5 separate regions of the Mus musculus genome follow, and regions 1, 2, 3 and 5 are each linked to region 4. The links are chromatin contacts, called in public HiChIP or PLAC-seq and promoter capture Hi-C maps. All regions are on one chromosome and are shown on one strand. Each heading gives the region's core, a stretch centred on a gene start, on an enhancer-like site or on the middle of the called end of the contact. The rest is flanking DNA. Distances are from core to core; before and after follow the strand shown.

What was found. Promoter capture Hi-C pulls out the DNA fragments that hold promoters and counts their contacts. HiChIP or PLAC-seq counts read pairs in DNA pulled down with a chosen protein or histone mark.
Region 1: a contact with region 4 is called in a promoter capture Hi-C map of liver, with 3 times the contacts expected there. The contact joins the promoter of Gmpr here to the promoter of Tbc1d7 in region 4. A contact is called at or near these places in 2 of 39 promoter capture datasets (liver and pre-B cells).
Region 2: an H3K27ac HiChIP or PLAC-seq map of thymic regulatory T cells shows a contact between it and region 4, with 9 times the contacts expected there. The contact joins the promoter of Atxn1 here to the promoter of Tbc1d7 in region 4. A contact is called at or near these places in 1 of 39 promoter capture datasets (pre-B cells), 1 of 115 datasets of contacts at active chromatin or transcription factors (thymic regulatory T cells) and 1 of 9 other capture datasets (liver).
Region 3: a promoter capture Hi-C map of pre-B cells shows a contact between it and region 4, with 6 times the contacts expected there. The contact joins the promoter of Mylip here to the promoter of Tbc1d7 in region 4. A contact is called at or near these places in 1 of 39 promoter capture datasets (pre-B cells) and 1 of 115 datasets of contacts at active chromatin or transcription factors (large pre-B cells).
Region 5: a promoter capture Hi-C map of pre-B cells shows a contact between it and region 4, with 3 times the contacts expected there. The contact joins the promoter of Pak1ip1 here to the promoter of Tbc1d7 in region 4.

Annotation. Positions count from the first base shown.
Region 1 is chr13:45,505,973-45,508,774 of GRCm38.p6, forward strand. Gmpr (guanosine monophosphate reductase) reads left to right here and starts at 1,472. Exons shown (of 9, transcript NM_025508.5): 1 at 1,472-1,771. The coding sequence starts at 1,685.
Region 2 is chr13:45,963,696-45,966,420 of GRCm38.p6, forward strand. It overlaps Atxn1 (ataxin 1), which reads right to left and starts at 1,296. Exons shown (of 8, transcript NM_009124.6): 1 at 1,120-1,296. 5033430I15Rik (RIKEN cDNA 5033430I15 gene) reads left to right here and starts at 1,529. Exons shown (of 2, transcript NR_167678.1): 1 at 1,529-1,688; 2 at 2,216-2,725.
Region 3 is chr13:45,388,334-45,391,033 of GRCm38.p6, forward strand. It overlaps Mylip (myosin regulatory light chain interacting protein), which reads left to right and starts at 1,409. Exons shown (of 7, transcript NM_153789.3): 1 at 1,409-1,710. The coding sequence starts at 1,624.
Region 4 is chr13:43,170,160-43,172,859 of GRCm38.p6, forward strand. It overlaps Tbc1d7 (TBC1 domain family, member 7), which reads right to left and starts at 1,342. Exons shown (of 8, transcript NM_001252639.1): 1 at 1,150-1,342. It overlaps Gm40929 (a long non-coding RNA gene), which reads left to right and starts at 1,663. Exons shown (of 4, transcript XR_873309.3): 1 at 1,663-1,683.
Region 5 is chr13:40,999,519-41,002,320 of GRCm38.p6, forward strand. Pak1ip1 (PAK1 interacting protein 1) reads left to right here and starts at 1,492. Exons shown (of 10, transcript NM_026550.3): 1 at 1,492-1,895. The coding sequence starts at 1,812. A730081D07Rik (RIKEN cDNA A730081D07 gene) reads right to left here and starts at 1,628. Exons shown (of 5, transcript NR_155347.1): 1 at 1,548-1,628.

The DNA of each region.
Region 1 (2,802 bases), core at 222-2,721, 2.3 Mb after region 4:
CCACCCCCTCTTTGGATAATCACCCAATGGTTTCTTCTTGAGCACACTGGAGGCCTGTCTCAACACTTGGTGGGCACACTGAGAGGGGAATTAGGGAAGCCAAAACTTTTAGCCTTTTGTAAGTAAGGGCACAGTAAAGAAAGCTCCAGGATGGTGAGTTTTCATTAGTTCTGGAGAAGGTTTTTGTCTTAGTCACCGTTCTGTGGCTGTGAAGGACCAACCAAAGCAGCTCTTATAAAAGAAAGTATTTCTTTGGAGCTCGATTACAGTTTTGGAGGCTTAGTCCATTACCATTATGCCAGACAGCATGCCAAGCAGATGGAATGACCCTGGGCCTCAAAGCCCACCCCCCACCCCCCAGTGACATACTTCCTCCAACAAGGCCACACCTCCTAATCCTTCTAATCTCTTCAAAAAGGTTCACTGTTCACAGGTTGATTACTAAGCATTCAAATATGGGAGCCCATAGGGGCCATTCCTGCTCAAACCACCACACTTTTTATTGTAGATAAGAAAGAAAGAACAGCCAGAGGCACCTGGAGGAGTCCAGAGCAGAGAGGAAAAGAAGACTGGTTGTGGATAGGCTTTTTGTGGGGAGGATAGAGAAAATAATGGGGGGGGAGAAGAATAGCAAAAATGATGAGAGACTCCTACCCTCTACAAGGAGGAGGTGGGAGAGCAGGTCAGCTGGAACAGCCTTGGAACTAGCATAGTGGAGGGTGAGTTGGGGAGGTGAGAACAAGAAGGCTCTCTATCACAGGGGCCTTGACATTTCTTACAAATGTGTGTTACCAGAGGAGCCTGGAGGTTGACTTTGGTCTGTGATATGTAATCATGGGTATATGCCAAAGAAGGTGGCCCTTTCTCACGTATTCCGAAAGAATCCTGCATGTGAGCTCTGATCTCCAGCAATCTTTTTGTCTACCTTGCCAGCATTCAGCAGGAGCTAAGCATTTGACTATCATTTTGGACCAAGTCAGTGAGCTCTCTGCTTCTCCCTCCTTAGAGGGGGTTTGGGAATTCACTTTGGAACACATATGAAGGCCATACTCTACAGCCAGGCTTAGTGGCTCATGTCTTTGGCAGAGGCAGGCAGATCTCTTGTGAGTTTGAGGCAGGCCTGGTCTACATAGTGAGTTCCAAGACAGCAAGAGCTACATAGTGAAACCCGGTCCTAAACAAAACGGAACAAAACAAAACGTACTCTCTGGTCTCCTAACCTTCTCCTTTGGTCACCCCTATGAGTACGATCAGGGTATACCCCGGGGAATGGGAGACTTTGTGCAAGTCTAATCCGCACCCATTTCGCAGCTCAGCCCAGGTCAGAGCTCTCTAGGGTGCTGCATGGCAGAATCCAGGCTCACTGCTAGACTCAAGCAGAAGGAGGGGGCGCTTAGGCAGAGAGAACTGGGCCCGGGGCGGGGCTCAGCTCAGAGACCCGGGATGTGGGCGGGACCTGGAAGCCGGGGGCGGGGCGCTCCCTTGGGGCGCCTGGCGTTGGGGAACGGAGCTGGGGGCTCCGGGTGCGCGGGCATAAGAACAAGGCGTGCGCACCGGGTTCGCGGAGCACCAGTCTGCGCACAGCCACCCGGGCGCCACTGTACGCACGCGCCCCGCAGCTCCCGGCTGACGCCGGCCTTCGCACCGCCTCCGCCGCAGGAAGCTACCGCGCACCGCTAGCACCATGCCCCGCATAGACGCGGACCTTAAACTCGACTTCAAGGATGTTCTGCTGCGACCTAAGCGGAGCAGCCTCAAGAGCCGATCCGAGGTGGGGCCGCTGGCATACCGCCTTCGGGTTGGCAAGGGGGAAGTGGGTGCAAAGGGAGGCACAGGGTGCCTTAATTGTGCCCGAGGCAGGGGCGTCACACCCTTTCCCCCACCTGAGAAAGGGGGAAGGCCAGTCGGTTTTCTCTTACACCTGGATTGTCTCTAGTTAGGGCCAGTGACAAGGGGGTGCTAGTTCGGGCCTGGAATTATAAATGCGTCTGCCTACCGGTGGTGGGCTTGGGGAAGTTCACACTGACACAGAGGAGCTAAGATCAACCAACCGAATGTCCAGTGACTTTAAAAGGAATGGTCTCAGGAGAGGCGCTCCGGGGAGGAGAGGAAACAGTGGGGCTAGGATGAAAGGAAGGGAAATACAACTGCAGATTCAAGCTTGGAATTTGGAACAGTGTTTCCTGGCGCTGGGACCTGCCTCTGCTGATTTAGCATCAGGTCCTGTGTCTGCGAACCGGGCGGAAAAGCCGGGCGCTCCCGGCAGGCACTTCTTTTCTTTTCTCTTTTCTTTTCTTTCTTTCTTTCTTTCTTTTTTTTTTTCTTGAGTTTAAATGGTCTTGCAGGAGCTGAGCTGGGGACCTGCTTTTTGGTGGCACTCTGCGGTACTGGACAGCTTGCAGTTCCAGCCCAGAGTAATGCAAGCGGACAGCGCTGGGGTGAGGGTCATTTGGGCCATTTGGAAGTTAGTTGTACCATGATAAGATGAGCGCCTGGGAACAGGTGGAGACGGGAGACGGCCGAGGTCAGACCTTGAAGGATAAATAGTTTTCTAGAAAGGCGGAGCTCGCTGGTGGAGTTGTTCCTGAACCGTGGCTTGGCTCTGTTGGGGGGAGTTCAGGAGGAAGAGCCTGAAAGGACAGGGGCGGGGGTTGGGGGAAGCTAAGCCTGCCTGCCCGCCCCATCCCTTTTGCTCAACAAACAAGACCATAAATAAATCCCCTCAGCAAACAACTCGCTCCGGTGCCCAGGCCCGACTGCAGTGCCTGCAGCTGCCAGCTGAGGGTTGGTATGAATTAGGAC
Region 2 (2,725 bases), core at 46-2,545, 2.8 Mb after region 4:
ACTCGGGCCCCGAGTGAACGAGCCGCGGGGCTCCGGGGCACATCCCAATCCCCGCAGCGCCTCCTCCGCCGCCACCTCCTCCTTCCCCTCCTCCCGTCTTCATTCACCCTCTCTGCCGCCGCGCAGCAGAGCAGTCCCGGCGCAGGGCAGCGCCCGCAGCTCCTCCGCTACTGCTGCGGGCGCCGGCAGAGTCGCCGGGCCGGGCTGGGGCGCTCGCGGGCTCCCGGCTCCAGCTCCGGCGGTGGCGGCGGCGTCTGCTGCTGCTGCTCTGGATCAGGAAGCGGCCGCACCAACAGGGCGGCGGTGGCAGCTGCAGCTAGGGCCGGTCTTCTCCCGCTGCGCTGCGATGGCCCGCGCGCCCTTGCCTCCTGAGGCGCCACCTCTCCGCGCCCCTAGCCTCACGCAAAGTCCCCTCTTGGTCCCCTCGTAGCCCCGAGAGGCTGGCCTAGGCGGGGAGACCCCAAGCTCGGGGTTGCCTCTGTCAAGCTAGGCGACCCCGGGCGGGGAAGCCCAGCCCTCCCTCGAGCCCCCGCAGCGCTCACCGCCCCCACCCGGGAGGGGGGACTGGAGAGGAGCGAAGAGGGCAGCGCGACCCTCCGCGGCTGCCGCCTCCCCCTGCGCCACACGGAAGGAGGAGGACCGGGCTCTATCCGCTCGCCGCCGCCGGACCGGCAGCAGCCGAAACGGGGCGCCGCCGTTCTCCCCACCCGCGCCCCCCGCCCGGGCGCGCCCCCTCTCCTGGCGGCCGCCCACCCAGCCCCTATCTGCTGCCCTTGCTAGCCGCTCCTGCTCCCAGAGGGGGTCCCGAGCCGGGAGGCTGGAGCCGGGCACTAGTGTATGTACACACAGTCACACATACACTCGCGCGCGCGCCTGCACACACACACACACACACACACACACACACACCACGACGCGTCGGTTTCCTTCGCTCCTCTTCCAGCTGTTTTCCGTGCAGCCCATTGAGACTGGGGGAGGGGGGGTGTATGCTGGATGTTCTTTGGCCCCTCTCCGGAGAGAGCAGATTGGGGTGCGGGAGGGGGTGATTTTAATCTAAATCGGGGTGGAAGGGGGAGGGGGAGAGAAAGAATCAGAGGAGGAAAAAAAATAGCCACTTACTGTAAAGTGTAAATGGATCTGGGGTTGCGTGGGGAAGGGGTAACAGAGGGAGAGACACAGTGTCCTGCGGCTGCTGTAGCTCTAGCTGCGGCTCCACAGGGCTTGTTTTGGATCCCCCTGCAGTGAAACAGGTCCTGTACGGCTCCTCCACTGTAGTAGAAATGATGTCTGCGGTATACTCTGCTCTCTCCTCCTCCTCCTCCTCCTCCCCCCTCCCCTCCCTCCTCCCTCCGCCCGCCCTCCCTCCCTCGCGCTCTCTCTCGCGCTCGCTCGCTCGCTCCAGTATGTAAATGTGTAATAGAAGCCAAATATGGAGCAGTTGGCTGCCGCCGCCGCAGCTCAAGGATCCGACTTCATGGGGGGGGAGGGGGGGGGGAGGCACCCTCTGGCAGGCGGCCCGGCGAGCCGCACAGAGCACGGCGAGCGCACGGCGCGGCTGCCGGCCCGCGCCCTTAACCCTTCTATGCACCCGGGCTGGAGCGGCGCTCGCTCCAGGGGAGGCCGGGTTGTCTCTCCGCAACTGTGGCTCCGGATCCCCGACACCGACCGGAGGGGACTGTGCCTTCCAGGTTTGAGAAAGGGGCGGGGAAGTTGGGGCGATGAGGTCATTGGAGTGGTGACCGATCGGTGCTCGCGCGCCTCCCCGGCTCCCTGCAACCTAGTTGGAGGGGGACAGGGTGAGTGCAGGGTGCAACTCAGGCAACCTGGGAGACTCGCAGCGACGGGTGTCAGGATTTGGCTCCTACTTGGTAAAATACCCAAGGGGGCGGGGAAGTCGGCTGATTTCTAATTACGAAGTGCCCTTGGTGCCCCCCGGGTGAGCATCTAAAGAGGACTCATTGTATCCTTACTGTTAACCCTCCAACCCGCCAGCCCTGCGTCATCCGAGGCAAGGCCCGCGCCTGCTGCCTTGGCTTGCAACTCGGGAAAGTTCTCAGGCTTCCCCAGCTTGCACTGGCACCCTCACCTTTCCTGCCTGGACAAGCTGGCGACCTCCCGGTCCTCCTTTCAAATTCTGCTGGTCTCGAAATCTGCTGTGGGCATGGAACGCCTCAGCTCTAGCTAGCCCTGGTAACCGACCTCACTCACTCCTCAGGGCTAACTGTGGATCATTCATTTCATCGCAAGCGAGGTAACCTGTGCACTGAGCAGTCAGTCGATGGTGGTTCTCGGGGAAACCAAGCGAAGGAACGCTCCCCCACCCACCTTGTCCCGGTGGCTAAACGCAGACGTGGACTCCCCACCCGGCCCCCTCCGGCTACACCTCAGCCAAGCGTAAGCTCGAGGGAAGAACTCTTCTCTGGAGGCGTTCACCTTGCCAACAGGTGTGGCACCCGAAAGAAGAGCCATCACATCCCCACGAGGGTCGCTCAGTGCCGCGTTCTCTTTGCAGCAGAAAATTCTTGAAGACCAGTAGGTGTCAGGCCAGCATCTGACCTCTTTCAGGTGCTTAGAACTGAGAGTCTGGAAACTCGATCCCTTGGTCTCGCTGGAAGCCACTACTATTTATTGACTCTAAGCCGGATTTGAGAGACCTTTTGGCTCCGTTTACGTATGACCCAACAATTAGTCACTGTCTGAAGCAGCGTACAGAATCACCAAGAGA
Region 3 (2,700 bases), core at 159-2,658, 2.2 Mb after region 4:
TTCAAAAATATTAAGCAATACAACCAATTTCCATGTTGCCTCCTCTCCTTATGGTGAAATTTCCAGCGATGGGCCACAGATTAGATAATCTAAATGTTATCTCCCAGGTACACGTGCCAGACCTGCTTCCGGGAAGGAAAGGAATGAGCAGTAGACCGGTGGATGAATGCAAGCTTACACTGGACTTGGAGCAGTTCGAGAACTGTACCATGTGTTCCTGAAACACAAAGCCAAAAGACTGAACAGTTCTCTCCGCGAGGGCTCTGCTAAGATCCCAGTCCTTCTCCGATGTTTTCCCCATCGTCAGAAATAAATATCACTGAGCCCAAGTACGAGGTGCACCACCAGGTTGAGCTATACAGCAAGACTTCGTCTTAAACGCACAGCAAACAAACGGCACAGAGATAGGGTCATTGGCAGGCAGGGATGGCTAGATTGCTTCCCAGCGGTGCTGGGGCGAGGGGGGGCGGCTTGCAGGAGGGGGTGTCCAAAAATAGCTAGTCTCCATTCTGCGAGGACACTGAGCTTCAGAGAGATGGAGTTTTCCAAAGATCCAAGGCTGAAACCCATATCTCCCGGCTTATCTTAGAAACCAAAAAAGACAGTATAGGCCAAGAGAAACAGGTGGTAAAAATATGAAGGTTGTACACCTTTAACCACTAATCTCTTGTATTGAGATTCCCATCCTGCTAGGTCCTGAGATGAGCCTGTTATCTTTAAGATGGGGTAACATCTGGGTGTCTGAAAGAAAGGGCAGGGAGTGTACCAGGTGTATAGTGAACGAATTGGATGAGAGATAGGCTGGGTGACATAACTTGGTAAGGTGTTTCAATGTAGCAGAACCCACACATAGAAACCCTTGGCACGAGTTAATATAAGAATGGTGCTTGGATCAAATTACCGGCTTATATTGGGTCAGCTGCAAAAACTTTTCTACTTAGATTCTTCTTTTGACAACCCACGGTGGCAAATGCCAGCGGAAAAGCCTCTTCTTTAGGCTCTCTGTCTTGCTTGCTTCTCTTTTGGCTTTCACAAACCACCTGGTTATTAGAGTAACCCCACGCAGGAGTCCTGAGAACCGTAGTAGCAACGTAGCATCACAGGAGCCTTTGATCACAGTTCTCTCAAACCCGGACAGAAAGGCGTCCCCTGGAGCTGCGGGCGACAGCGGGCTGGGAGGAGCGTCGCCCAGTGGCAGAGGCCGCGACCGTGCTGGGGATTGGGGAGAGGATGGGCTCCCACCTCCCGCAGCTCCACAGGCGGTGCCGGGAGGCGGGGCTTCAGCCCACCGAGACTGGGAATTGGTTGCCGGAGCTGGGGAGGAGGGGCAAGCACGCTGTGATTGGCGGAGTCCGGTGCCGGAGGGGCGGGGCCTCTATAAAAGACGCGTGCCTGTAGCGGCGCAGGCAGTAGGGCTGTCGGAGCGGCGCGGCCGTGTAGCTCCCGGGAACTGGCTGTCGTGGGGGTGGCGGGGACGCGAGTGGCGGCTGCGTGGGGTGCAGGGCGGGTGGCCGCACGGCTGCACCTTCCTCACGGAGCCCGGAGTCGACTTGGAGCAATTGCGGTGAGGCGACAGCTCCGGCGCACACCCGAGAAGAAGCGGCGGTGGCGGCGGCCCCAGCCATGCTGTGCTATGTGACGAGGCCGGACGCGGTGCTGATGGAGGTAGAGGTGGAGGCAAAAGCCAACGGCGAGGACTGTCTCAACCAGGTGAGGGCGGCGATCGGAAAGGGGATCCCTTCTTGTCCCCGGGAAGCCTCGGGGCTCGGGGATGCTCCCCGGGAGCCGGGCGACGTTGCAGCAGCGGCCCGTGGAGTGCTCCCGGGACGCCAGGCTCCAGCCTCCTCCTCCTCCCCGCGAGTGGAGAGTGCGGTGGGGGGGGGGCGGGGGGAGCATAGAGGACGCTTACGGTGGGGGATCCGGGGCCCGGAGACCAGAACACTGCTGGGAACCTCCACCCTGTCCGTTAGCCTGGCACTTTTCTCTAAAGAAGGTGGCCCGGCACACCTGCCGCAGGTGTGTGTGTGTGTGATGCCTCCCGTGGAGTCCTTGCAAAGCCCGGCAGCGCCACCCGCGTCCCGGGATGAGATGGTTGCAAGCGGTCGCTGGCCCCGGGGCTCCCTAGCTGATCAGGTGGGCCCGAATCTCAAGCCGCTTCTCAGAAGGACTGTTCACCTGACACTCTAGGCTTGCTAGGGATCCAGAGTATATTGAGTAATTTGCGGGGGACGGTTCTGCAGGCAGCCTCCTTCTTGAGGGGTCTTTACACGTGTGTTTTCTTAAGGGTGACTAAGGCTCCTAACGGGGTGTGCCTAATGGATATTGGCAGGCCCATTTGACCCCTTGAAATACTGTGTCTACGAGACCTGTGGACCTGAGCTGTTTGGAAAGGCGCTTGTAAAGCTTAGCTGACACTTGTAGCATGCTTCCTCAATGCGTTTGTGTTTTTGGAATCCAGATGGTTAAAACTGTCCAGATAATACGCTGCCAAATCAGCTGTGCAGATGGTGCTGCGGGGCGGAGGGGGGGGGTGGCGGGGGGAATTCCAGCGATTGGAATAAGAAATAAAACACCCTGTGTGTTCTTCTACCTCAGCCTTTTGGGAAGTCTGTTTTGGGGGGACCCCTTTCCCTGTGCCATTGGTCAGACCCTAGAAATAGTCAAGCAAGGCCAAGCCTCCACTGGAGGGCTGCGTTTTGG
Region 4 (2,700 bases), core at 92-2,591:
CACAGAGGGGGCCTCTAGGGTTCCTTCTTATAAGAACCCCTGGCACAATGAAATACCTTGTTCTCATGAATGAACAAAATACAAATGAACAAATAAGATGAATTAGAAAAGCTGGCAGGATATGTTATATAAATGGGGCTAACCAGTGGTGTGTACTAATTCTGCTTCCAGTTTTACAACTAAGGTCTCACTAAGTAGCCCAGGCTGGCCTCAAACTCTCTGCCTCCTAGGTGCGGGGGGTAAAAGGTGTGGACCACGGCTTCTGGTCCAAGATAGGTATGTTTTAAAATAAGAGGAGACATCCAAAATATTAACAAGTTATTCAGTTAGTAAAATTCTAGGTGACCTTAATTTCCTTTTTTGTTTGTTTGTTTGTTTTGGTTTGGTTTTTGTTTTGTTTTGCTTAGCTGTCCTCTCGAAAATAGGCATTTGGAGAAATTAGAAGGGGGTGGAGGGAAGCCCTAAGTCCTGCCCTTATTTTTCTTCCTATAAACACAATTCTACCAAGTTTTGTATTATCAAAATACAAAACTCCAACAGAGAAAAAGCATTAAAGTATAACCAGAAGACGGCTAAAAATCTGGCAAGAGCACTCAAATCATCTCAGAGAATACATAATTCTTTCAGAACAGTCTTTGTGATATTAATGGTAAACCAAAAGAAAAGATCAAACTAGGTTTAGTGACTAGGCACTAAAGATGCAAACATTCTTCCAAAGAATAAAGTCCTCAGCTACTAAAAGCCCCCGAGACGTCCCCAGATAACCAGGGGAGTTTGGACTTCTTGTTGGGAGTTAGATATCTGAACAGCTTCTGTTATGGGGAAGATTGCAATTCATTTTTGAAAAAAGCTATTTAGAATTTAGAATTGCCTTTAAAGAGTTCCACGGCCTCTTCATAGCTGTTAAAAAAAAAAAACCCAAAGATTAAAATGCAATCTGTAGTTTGAGGGCTCTTTTGGTTTTTGTATTTTTAAGCATTCGCTGCCCCTGTCGTCTATCGACAGCATTCCTGGGACTGCACTGTGATGGCACAGGAGTCGCCCTGAAAGATGCGCTGTCAAATCTTGCCCAGGTGACTCCACCTGCGGGAAAGGTGCCCACAACCCAGTGAAGCCCCAGGCCCCGCTCTCCCGGTATGCACGCTTCACCTCGAGTAGAGCAAACACACCCGGCTCAGACTCAGAGATCCGGGAGGCGGCGGAGAACCGGCCCGGCAACGCTGTGCTACCGGCAGGCAGACGGAACCATAAGCGTCAGGGCCGAGCGAGCGAGGGGAGCGATGCCATGAGACACCCGGCCCGGCCCTCTCCGCCTCTAACTCCCGCCGCCGGACGTGACGTCGCCCCGGATGCGCGTGCGCAGAGGACATCTGCTGGGAGTCCCACCCACACGTGGATGTTAACCGGGTGAAGCTGAAGCCCTGAGAGGTGGTAGCGGCCGAGTCTGTGCGCCCTTGAGTATCCACGTCTGTCCCTCTCACCTCGATCCCGAAACCCTGGTGATCGTCTCCCCTTCGTTCAGAGTGCTTGCTTAGGGCACTCTTCTGCCCCGTGGAAACCGGGATCCCTCAGGCGGTGTTTCTTCCACCTCGCCCGGTGGAAAATCGGAAACGAGCCTTTGCTAATCGATTGGGCTGCACTTCTTCTTCCAAACGTTCCAAGTGACCATGAGAAAGCAAATCAGTTAAGTCCTCAGCTATTAAAAACTGAGTGATGGGCAGGAGAGATAGCTCGACAATTAAGAGCACTTACGGCTTTTGTACAGAACCCGGGTTCAAATCCCAGCACTCACGTGGTGATTCACAACCATCAATAACTCCAGTTGCAGGAATTCCAAACTACCCCTTCTGATTTCTGCCAGTACGGGGCACGCGCATGGTGCTCATGCACGCAGACAAAACCTTTATACACAAATATTTAAAACTTAAAAACAAAAACTTATTGGTCCCCCAATGATCAAGGAGGGATAAGCAAAACCATTTGTTCATCGTTTACTGTGCAAAGGGGCAGTTGCTGCCATTTGCCTTTTGGCAGCTACTCAGACCTAGAATGCCAAGCGCGCAGTCAGTTAAGGCTGCTTGCTTGGGGAAGCTGCGAGCCGCTGGACAGAACTGGGGCATCCTGTGTGATTTGTCACGGAGAGCATGTTCTTTGTCCATCCCCAGGTGGCACTGAGTTGGAAGCAAGGACTGAATTAGGGAACTATTAGGAAGATATAGCTGTCTGGGACGGACTACTGATTCGTTTTTTGGATTGTTAGTGCCAATCTGGCTCACTCACATTGTAAGCCCTTCCTCCCGAGGTCTCTTCAAGTATTTTTATCACAGTAACAAGCCAAGGAGGTAACACGGCCGCAGTGAGGCGCTGTCCCCATGAGTGTTGGGAAATTACTGCAGAGAAAGCAGTACCTGGGCCGGAGAGTTAGGGATTTTTAAGGCTGTGAGTGAGTGCAGCTAGTGGTGAAGTCACATGCTGAGCTGGCTAATCTTACCTCAACCTGACACAAGCTAGAGTGACTGAAAGGAGGAAGCCTCAAATGAGAAGACACCTCCATGAGACCCAGCTTTTTCTTAATTAGTGATTGATGGAGGGTCCAGCCTATTGTGGTGGCCCCGGGTTCTGTAAGAAAGCAGGCTGAGCAAGTCATGGGGAGCAAGGCAGTAAGCAGCATCCCTCCATGGCCTCCGCACCAGCTCCTAC
Region 5 (2,802 bases), core at 242-2,741, 2.2 Mb before region 4:
GCTGGTATTTCCCTGGTGGTAATAAGGGGGCGAGGCGCTTCCAGGAACAATAGGGTAAATAAACCACAGGGTTCTGAAGCAGTTTTACTCATCCCCCACCCCCATTTTTTTTGATATGATTACTATTGCATTAAAATGAGTATGACCCAATGTAAACTGTAACACACCATGTATGGACAAGATGAGACTTTTCACTTTGTTCCAAGCTAAGGAGACATGTTCCAACTTTAGTGGTTCTCTGGTGAAAATGATTAACATGCTCAGGACAACTTAGCAATACCTGGAGATAAATTAAGTAACACAAGGGTTGCAAGTGGAATAGCCCAAACTGGAAGAGCCTTTACACAATTGAAAAATCATCAAAACACCCAAAGTCAAATTAATTACTTCCCCCTATACTCAAGCAAAAGAGGCTGTGTCGACAATTTGCAGCCTTAGAGAACAAGTGTTTGGAAACAATGTCTAAGCACTTAAGAACTCCATTAATTCACAGGCCTGTGTGAAGATCTGACATAAGCACCAACCCACCCGCTTTGACATATGCACTCATCCCTGACCCCGCCTAAAGAGAAAGGAAAAAAGGATATTATTGCTTTCATTAACCTCTGCACCTCCCCCCCTTAAAGATTTATTTATTTATCTTTATGCATAGGAGTACACCACCATTGCTTCCTTCAGACACACCAGAAGAGGGCACTAGACCCCATCACAGATGTTTGTGAGCCACCATGTGGTTGCTGGGAAATGAACTCAGGACCTCTGGAAGAGCAGACAGTGCTCTCAACCGCCTAGCTATCTCTCCAGCCCTGCACTTTGTCCCTTAACTCGGGTAGAGATGTAGCCACTGTCCTCCTCCCTCAAGACAAATCTTTTTTCCTGTACCATAGGTCAGCACATGGCCAGTCTGATTAGATACAAGAAGCCAGTAGGCAAGAAAAGCTGAGGAGATGGACGGCTTGCCTGCAGGCGGGACACGGACTGGCAGGCCCGGGCTCGCAATCCAGCGAGGGGACACTGCCAACTCCGGGTCCCGCGAGCCCTGACCGTCCCCGGGCCGACCCTAATCTGCTCTCTCTCGGCACGAAAACAAAACCCTTTGCTTGTGATCCGAGCCATGGGGAAGCTGCAGGAGGAAAACGGGTGCAAGGAGGCGCCAGGCTGGGCGACGAAGTGAGACTGGCTGCAAATAAGAAAATCATAGTTAATCCCAGCACCCGGGAGGCAGAGGCAGGCGGAGCTCTGAGTTCGAGGCCAGCCTGGTCTACAGAGTGAGTTCCAGGACTGTCAGGGCTACACAGTGAAAGCCTGTCTTCAAAACAAAACAAAACAAAACAAGAAAAGAAAATCATAAATGGAGGAAATGCATTCCGGATCCCCAAATCACAGCAACCCTCCAGGAACTACAAGGGTTGTCTAGACAACCGCTGGCCACCGGAGCCGGAAGTGGGCCCGCCCCTTCCTTAGGCGCGCCGGAAGTTGGGGCTTCCGGGGAGAAGTTCCCTCCCATTTCCCAAGGCCGGCGGAGCCCACGGCTTCCCAGGACTTGCCTGCTTGACACAACTTTTCTTTCTCTCTGCTCTGAGAGCCTCCTCCCGCGGCTTCCTTCCTTAAGCTCGTCGCAGAAGGGTCACGTGACGTCCCACGTAACGGAGGACGGAGCGCGTCCTCCGTTATTGCCATTTGCAGGCGCCTAAAAGGTGCCCCCGGGCGGTGACGTATAACTCGCGCGCCGGCTGAGGAAGGGAAGGGCCAGCCTCCGCAGCCATCGGGTCTCCACGCCGGCGTCTCTTGCCCGGCACGAGTGCTGCGGAATGGAGCTGGTCGCCGGCAGCTACGAGCAGGTCCTGTTTGGGTTCACGGTACAGCGCGGGCCCGCGAAGAGTGGCCATCAGGAGGTGAGGCAGCGCGAGCCCCGGGGCTGCGGGGGACAGGCGGGCTGGTCCTTCCGGGGCAGGACCGTGGAGGTTGTTATTTATCGCTGGTTCTCTATGGGTCTTGGATGGCGGACTTTGTTGGAAAACGGACAGGTTTATGCAGCTAATCCCAGCTCTCGAGAGGTTGAGGCAGGAGGAGAGTGAGCTCAGAGCTTGTGTGGAAAGATCCTGCTCTTTACAGAGTAGAGGCTTCTCAGAATTGAAATAATATTTACTTGCTATAGTAGATAAAATGTCTACAGTAGGTAACGAGGAATGTTCATCTCTGTCGGGAGTGGATGAATGGCTGCCAGAAGTGGTTGGGGCCAACGTAGGGAGGTGACGGAGAGAGGAGGGCTAATGCTTGCAGAAATGAAGTTTGATGGGAGGAATGACTGATTGCTTTTTTTTTCCTTGAAAGGTAACTATAGTTGACAGCATTAATTGTGTATTTTAAACTAGCTACTACAGCGTATTTTGAACCAGCTCAAAAGGGGTTGCCTTTTTCATATCTGATCTATGTATGCATTCAAATATCCCATTGTGCTCCATAAATATATACAGTTATTATCTGATAATTTAAAAGGTTAAGAAAAACCTTAAAGCATTCCTAAGGCATGAAAAAATAAGGTGTGCATTTAAGCTGACAATGATTGTAGTTCTTAAAGTTCTAATGTAAAAATAACTTCACCTTTCACTGAGTTTCTGTCCTGATTAACAAACTACTATAGGACTGGAGACATGACTCAGCGGTTAAGAGCGCTGGCTGGACTGGAGACATGGCTTAGCGGTTAAGAGCACTGGCTGTTCTTCCAGAGGGTCCTGGTTCAGTTCCCAGCACCTACACGGCAGCTCACAACTGTTTGTTAACTCCTGTTCGAAGGGATCT